2 separate regions of the Ovis aries genome follow, and region 1 is linked to region 2. The links are chromatin contacts, called in public Hi-C maps. All regions are on one chromosome and are shown on one strand. Each heading gives the region's core, a stretch centred on a gene start, on an enhancer-like site or on the middle of the called end of the contact. The rest is flanking DNA. Distances are from core to core; before and after follow the strand shown. Region 1 overlaps SPATS2L (spermatogenesis associated serine rich 2 like). Region 2 has its middle 27 kb from the start of MAIP1.

Region 1 (4,039 bases), core at 406-2,905, 460 kb before region 2:
TGTTTGGCACCCGAGGGCAGCCTGGAATCCTAGCCTACCTGTGCCTGAATTTGAGGTATAGGCTCTGAATCTAGTGTGGTTATTAAAAAAAAAAAAAAGGTGCCATTATATGTTTTATGGATGCTGTCATTAGAGTATCTGCTGAGAAATGAAAATATTACCATATCCAGACACAAGAGGGCACTCTAAACAGGCCAAGGAGGATACAGTATTGACAGGGAGGGATGGAGGGAAGGAGTAAGCTTAGTCAAAGGTAGTGTTGAATTCAGGCATCCCTCTGTCTCCACTGTTCCCCCTTCTCCCCTCTAAACCACCCCACCTGCCGCAAGCCTGCCTCCACTTTGCTCTAGGAAAAGAGCTGTTCAGGCCCTAGATTACCTCTTCACATGGTTAAATCGAGATTAAGGCTTTCAGAGTCAGAATTCCCAAATCTCTTACTTTGGCAAAAATCTGCATGTTGCCTTTGCCCTGCTAACTTTCCCCATTGGCCTCATTGGATATTGCTTCGCTAAGAATGTTAAAATGGAATCTTTTTTTCTGATGCCAGCAGAATTGAACTGCTAGTGAACTGAGCTTTACATTGGATACAGAGTGTTATTTTTTCCCTACCCACTCTCCCCCCAGCTCTTGTAAGTACAGCCTTTATTAAGGATGAATTTTATACAAACTTGTGTTTAACCCTCTGAACCTTGCTCAGCCCCTAGAATAGGCTGGATGATTGAGCTGGAGTATGGAGAGATTCTCAAATGAAATGTAAATTTGGAATGTAATTGGTAACCCAACTGAGAGGTTTGTCTTTAACAGATGGGAGTCTTGGTGATACAGTGTAGGTGGTTTTGAAGTTATTCAATCTTCATGAGTACTAACCTCTACTAGAGGAATGTTTAAGAAAAAAGAATCTATTCTTCTGGCTACTCTGTATTTAAGTAAAGAGATTGGAGTGCTCATGGCCCATGGAATTTTTTTTAAGTTTGACACAGCTAAAAAGAATCGCAGAATTTAACCCAGATTTCTAGAATCACACCAATGATTTCATCAGAATAGACAAAGATATATATTGAAATTACCATTTCAAAAAATATACATTGGTAAATGTTTACATACCTGGGTCTACAAGAAAGGCAAAATCTAGGGAAAAACATAAACAGGTCTGCATATTTCTTAGCATGCTTTCTTGTTTCTTTTCAGTAACTTGGAGCATTTGTTATGTGCTTAGGAACGTGACTGTGCTTTCTTAACCCTGAGAACAATGTGATGGGTGTGTCAAGGTTGAGAGGGGGTCCAACCCTGACAAAGATAGGTGTGCTCCTGACCTGGCAAACCCATTATTTTCCTGTTGCATGAATCACTTGACTCGTCTTTAAAGCTGCCACATTTATTTCAGCTGACATTTTCTGTGGTGAGCCAAATCTTGGTACACAAAATTTGTGCAAAGTCCTTCTGTCTTGTAAAATATAAATCCAGGGCCTCAGATGGACTAAATGGAGACTGCAGGCCCAAACGTTTATCTTTCTTATTTGAACGAACAACCCTTCCTTCCTTCCCGGAATGTGACTTAACATTTAAAATTCCTATTAAATCTCTGGATACACCCAGAGACCTCAGAAAGTTCTCTCCAGACAGAGCAAACATCCTCCTTGTATTTGGCAAAAGAAGAAACGGATGCTTGCATGGTGTGCAGACTCAGCTGCTCAGGGCTGCTCTTTGGAAGAGAAGCCCACTGAACCTGGGCTGCCAGAAAAAATGTTAACATTGAGCTGAAAAGAAGCATTTGCACTTGAAAGAGGCCAACACATCTGCAGGATACATGGAAGTTCGATGGAAGCAGTAGCCAAACTGAGTCACCTTGCACTCAAAGACTGGGGTACTTGGGGCTACTTGGGGTGTGGGCCCCTGGTATCCACTCTGTATTCCTCAGGGAACAGAAGCCTTGCTCCAGGCAGCCCCTGTGCTTTTGGGGAGCCTGCAACAACCCAACTTGGGGGTGGACTCTGATTAGTCTATGCCCATTAGCACATCTCATTTGCTGATTGGTTGAGGGACAAGCCTACCCGCAATCTGGGGCAATGATATGCAAGACCCTCTCTGGGACTTTTGAGAAAGACACTTGCTCCTTGCCGCTGCTACCTGGAGAGCTTCTCTTTACTTCTAGACCGTGTTGGGGATGAACATGAATCTGAATCTTAGGATCAAGGCAGGTATTTCACCCCATTCTGAACATATCAGCCTAAGGAGGAAGGGAGAGCCGAGATAATCAGGAGAAAGGAGCTAGAATCCTGATTCAGTTGGACCTAAGGCATAATTTTATGCTGGGTTTTTCAGCCACTGAACTAATTAATCATTTTCTTTACTGTTTAAAGTAGGCTGAGTTGAGGTTTATATTACTTGCAACCAAGGTTTCCAAACTGCCAAGTCATGTCCAAGATGATTGGGGTACACGTGCATCTGTATATGTGTAAGGTACTGGCAAGGCTATGGTAAGGAATTCTTTCTTCCAAAAGGACCCTTGTTCCAAGAGAAAAGAGCATTGTTCAAAGCTCTGTGCCACAACCGCTTAAGTTTTCTTGAAAGTACTACATGGTACATTTTATGATAAGTGGGCTTTGATTAAAAAAAAAAACAAAACAAGCCAGGTGTCAAATGCAGCATATTTTAATTTGTTTCAAATAAAGCAATATATGTATATATATATATATTTCAGAAAAACACCAGATGTTAAACTCTACAAAAGCGCATGTGTCTTCAGCAGATCATGTTTGTCTGATCAATAAGAATTTTGTTTCCAACATTAACTCTCTAAAGACGATCAATGGACTGACATCACTGCTACAACATAGGTTGCTACTGAGCCTCTGATCTTTAGCCACATCTTGATTTTCCTAACAAATGAGTAAATACTGCCTGGCTAAAATGCTGCAACATGTTGATGAGAAAAAGCGCCAACAGATCAAGCAAAGCCATGAAAGTTATGAAGCAAGCTAGAGCTGATTATTAGAATTAGTAAAAATGATTAAGAGAGGATGACACAGCCGTACAGGATTTGTGTATTCAGATTGACTCTCTTTTGGCAGCGAATTGGGTCAGCACCTCCGGCAGGGAACCGAAACTGAGTGAAAACGGCCTTTTTCTCCCTCTCTCCACGCTCAGGCCACCAACGTCACGGCCGGGACGGAGAGAACCGCGGCATCTGTGGAAACTTCTATTCTGGTGGGGCAGAGGTTGCACTGGGAGACCCTGGCCACGTTGCCCCGGAAAGGCCTGGCCTCCGCGTGGTCCGCGGCGTGCTGCCTTCGCCGGGGCTTTTCCGGATGGGCGGGGGCCTCGGGGGTCTTCGTCCCCAAGGAGGCCTCTCGGTTTTTGGCGCCGCCTTTGTTTTTGGGACGGAAGCCGTTGTGTGGCTGTCTTCTGTGTTCGTGACGGTTGTTGCTCTTCGCAGTGGGATCGGCTTCATTACCACTGCCCTGGGGCTTGGCAGATCCATTTAGCCTGTTGTTGTGATATTGCGGATTAAATCTTCGTCTTTGGCTAGAAGACCCATTCTATAAACAGAAAGAAAGAAAGAAAGAAAAGAGGTAGATATTAGATGCCAACAAACCCCAGGTGACATCAAACCAGGGAAACCAAACCTCTAAGTCACAGGTCACCTTTTTTTTAACACCCCAGAAGAATGTGACAACATGCAAATGAGGTCAAGCTGATAAAACCCTCAAGCTTAAAAGAATGGTGGACTGTCTTGTAAATGGAAGTTCAAGAAAATTGCTGATGTTGAAAGAGAGGTTACAGAAGTGTAAGACAGACAATTCCAGAACCAGGCCAAATAAAACCCATCAAGTATAAACCTGAAATAAAGAAATGTAACGCAGAGGCAGGGGAATGATGGTTCTCTACCATACATATTTCTGGGGCATTCTGTATGGACTATATAGATGCATTCTCATGATCACATTACCAGTTTACACACCCCTAGGTCTAAAGGGTGATTATCTCTGGAGGTGGGGACGAAGCTTATTCCTATCTCTGTGCACAGCTCCCTCACAAT
Region 2 (3,927 bases), core at 208-2,707:
AATAAAAAAAAGAAATTAAAAATATTTTTCTTGTTTGTTTGTTGGGGGAGGGTTCGGGGTTTTTGAGGAGGGAAGAGGAGTCTTGAGGAATATTGAATGGGAAAGAGAAATTGTCAGAGCTGTGGAAAGGATAAAGAAAGAAGAGTATGCATTTTACAGCATCTTGTAAATGACAATATAAACTAGAGAAACAAACATTTTTCTCCTTGAGTCCACCCTTAGTTTTAAACTTCCCCTCATGGACCTACCTCATAAGTGAATTTTGTATAATCTTGCTCTTCGATGTAGAAAGCAACTTGTTTAACTGTAATAGAGAATCTGGGTCACACAGCTCAGACCTCTCAACGTCCTTTCTGGCTTTTTGCTTTTGTTATTTCAAGTCCAAGTGCTCCGCCAAGATTCAGCCCAAATTCCATCTTCTCTGGAAAGCCTTTGCTGGCTTCTTCATTTAAAGTGATTTCTTCCTGTTCTGAACTCTTCCACCATGTCTTTCACATTCATCTACTGTCCCATTACTGTATACTTAGCATAAGTTATGTCAAGAGCAAAGAAAAAAATGAAAGAACTAAAAGATAAGTATGTAATTTTGAGTGATGAAAAGAAGCACGAACAGATTAAAATTAGAGAATTGAGATCTAATCCTAATTAAGATTTTAAAATGGAAGAGATTGATTTTCTTAGAAAAGAAAGGACTTTTAAATGTTAATATATGGTTATAGTTATGCTATATTATTTCATTATGCTTTCATTAAGTGATCATACTCTACAATAGATGAGCATGTGTGTATATATATATATGTAAATGCATTTTTTAAAGTTCTAGGGCGACAGACACCTGTTAATAATTCTATTTTCGTCTAGGGAATGAAGTAACTAAGTGATTGAGTAAATCTGAAGTAGATCTAATTTATGCCACCACATCCAGAATGGGGTGTGAAAAGAGAAAGAGAGGAGATGTTTAAGGACGTTTGACTTGACTCTATTTGTGGATTATTTTTATATGCATATTCATGAATATGAATATGCATATTCATATGTGTATCAGCCAGAGTCTCAGTCAGAAGAACTAAATCACCCCAATTATCCTAACAGTGAGACTTTCATATAAAGAATTAAACTAGGTATTAAAGAATGGAAAAACTAAAAGAGGGACTCTGAAATATCACAGGAGTAATAGTTGTACAAAGCAGCCAGCACCTAGGGCTGGGGAACGGAGAGGAGGTTGGGATTGTTAGGTTTTAAGAGTTTGGAAGGGAGTTTAGCTGGTGCTACTGCCTCAGGACCGCAGAAGACAAAGTCAGATCTCTGACAAGTGGGTATCTGCAAAGATTGGGAAAAGTGCAAACTGGAATCAACCGCCTCTGGGGAGGGGTTCCGGTGAAGGGCCACTGCTGGGCAACACCCGCAGGAACAGGAGGCAAACAGGAAGCAGCTAGTTCTTCCTCTTCCTTCCACCTTTCTGTCTCCCTTTGGCGCCCCCTCATGGAGACAAGTGGCTGAGATTGTTTCTCGGTCTCAGGGCATGTGCCTAGCTTATTAATGAACCTATTTACAGTTTATCGATTAAGCTGTGCTGCAAACTCTGATCCTGGGGGATGAAATAAACAATTCAGCTCTATCATAATCATAGGAATCAGAAATGGCCTCAAAGAGGTTATAAGTGGACCCTCTGCTTACACAAAACCAGTTTCCTTGGAGAGGAACATTAGTTTGGTAGAGCACACACAGCTAGGAGCCAACATTTTTTAAATTCTTTTTTTGGCTCTGCTACTGAGTGGGCAGTCTTATATAAACCACATAATCTCTTTAAAAATAACAATAATAAAAATTAATTCCTGAATGGTGCTCACCATGTGTCAGGCACTAAGTGTTTTATGTATATTAATTAATTTAATCCTTGCAACAATTCTATGAGAAAAGGGACTTTAGTTACTTCACCCAAGGTCACAAAATAGTGAGGAAAAGACCAGAGATTGAACCCAGCAGCCTGATATACAAATTTTCTCTTTATTACCAAGCATTGCTGCCTCTCAAACATTCATATTACATGCCAGACACAACTCTACATTCTTAAAATAGAGAAAAACCTTCTGAAGTAAGGACTGTCACCCTCAATTTACATATGAGAATAATGAATCCAGGGGGCTCTCTGGCCTCCATTTCTCTGTCTGTCAAATGGGTAGGTTGGATTGATTAGGGACATTGATCCCAGTTTCTGCAGACACTGGGATTCTGTAATTAAAGAGCTCAAGGGTTCTGGCTAAAACCCAACTAGAAAAACTCATTTTTCACATTTGCAGACCCCCTGATCTCACAAGTTTAATAATAGCCCACTCATGTACATACAGAAGTACAAAAATTGCCAACTCAACACAGCTTATTATTCTCCATCATCTATTCTCTAGGAATTAGATGGGAAATAAAAGGAAGGGAATCAAAAATCATTTAGGGTAACACATTGCTTGGTTTCAGCAATTAGCTCCAAAATCATATCCATATTAACTGTGTTAAATTGGGAAAGGGATGACACACACTTTTTATTACTTTTCTTTTCTTCATTTTTTAAAATATTCTGTTTGACTTTTAGACTTTCAGTCCACCACAAGCCTTTGAGAAAGGTTAGTATTGTCACAGCAGAAAGGTTCAAAACCCAGGGAAGCTTGCCTGAGGACACCTACCTGGTTAGAACTGAACTGGGATTTGAACTTGTGATGAGTTTTACCTAAAGTGACAGTATCAGGACTGTTAAGACTGAAATTGACCTTGTCTTCAAAATCCTATTTTTTTTTAAATAAAAACTTTCCTGTCAGTGTATATAACAAGCCAAGGGATAGACATTGATAAACTCCCAGCTGAGTCAGCTGAGTGACCTGACCTTAGTGAATCCCTGTCAGCATCACTGTAGCAAGTCACAGACCAGCCACGTACCATGCTGACACCATCCAGGGTCCACAGGTATCTAATGTCCCTAGGAACTTCACACCACACTACAGAGCCTGGTATGTAGAATATGGCAAGATCTTTAAGAACCTTAGGAATTCAGTGATTTTTTTTTAATAAGGGAAGATACCTATCTTCTTAGAAATGTTCCTATGAAAAAAGTTGTGCATGTGGGCAAAATCAAGCCCCCTCTGCTCACCAACAGATGACTTTAGCCAACCCTTGTATGGTGCCACTTTTATCATTAAAAAAAAAAAAAAATTCCTAATAGTCTTTTGGACCCTAATCTGGGAAATGAGGGTTTCCTGTCATAAGAAGAGGTCTGCCACAGAGAGAGATTTGATTCCTTATTTAAACATCTGTAGAACCCCCTAAAATAGTTTAGATAGAAATGAAAATGATTGGAGGAGAGAAAACCTCCTTGAGGGATGGTCCTGGAATGCAGGTTCCATGTGGTTTACTCCAAGAATAGTTAAGCAAAAAGAGGATGGAGAGCCACTCCTGCTTCTCGCCTTCCCTCCCCAGGTGGGGCAGAAGTTCCCTGGGAATCCTCTACTCCTGGTTACAGCACACCTCCCACAGCTGGTGCCCCAGGGCTGCCTCCAAACTGAAAATGAATGACTGCAGTCAACCATCAAGGTCAACAGCTGATCGAATCCAACGCTACTGGAGGGAGGTTGGGAGGCTTCAGCGCTTTGTTACCTGGGGTTCAAATCCCAAGTCCTCCACTGACTGCAAATCTATGCAAGTATTTTTGAGCTTAAGTTTCTTCATTTGACCAATCAGGGTAACAATACCCATTTCATTGGCTGGTGTGTCAGTTTTCAACAGCTTTCATAACAAGTACCACAAACTACGGGGCTCAGAATAACAGATACTTTTTCTCTCATAGTTCTGGAGGCCAGGAGACTGAAATCAAGATATCAAAGAGGTTAAGTTCTCTCTGAAGCATCTAGGGAAGAATCCTTCCTTGCCTCAGCCCCTGAC

What was found. Hi-C and Micro-C count contacts between places; a contact is called where the count stands out from the background.
Region 1: a Hi-C map of liver shows a contact between it and region 2, with 5 times the contacts expected there. The contact joins two enhancer-like sites. A contact is called at or near these places in 14 of 16 Hi-C or Micro-C datasets (blood, hypothalamus, liver and 7 more).

What each region holds. Positions count from the first base shown.
Region 1 is chr2:202,789,732-202,793,770 of ARS-UI_Ramb_v3.0, reverse strand. It overlaps SPATS2L (spermatogenesis associated serine rich 2 like), which reads right to left. Exons shown (of 13, transcript XM_042244055.1): 13 at 2,637-3,539. The coding sequence ends at 3,144. Among named protein-coding and RNA genes, the nearest start is that of KCTD18, 32 kb to the left of the region's middle. Within about 2 kb of position 1,655, at least 1 of the 54 cell types and tissues checked has an H3K27ac peak or open chromatin away from gene starts, as enhancers often do. A contact at or near this core is called in liver, where this site is marked.
Region 2 is chr2:202,328,726-202,332,652 of ARS-UI_Ramb_v3.0, reverse strand. No RefSeq gene overlaps it. Among named protein-coding and RNA genes, the nearest start is that of MAIP1, 27 kb to the right of the region's middle. Within about 2 kb of position 1,457, at least 2 of the 54 cell types and tissues checked have an H3K27ac peak or open chromatin away from gene starts, as enhancers often do. A contact at or near this core is called in liver, where this site is marked.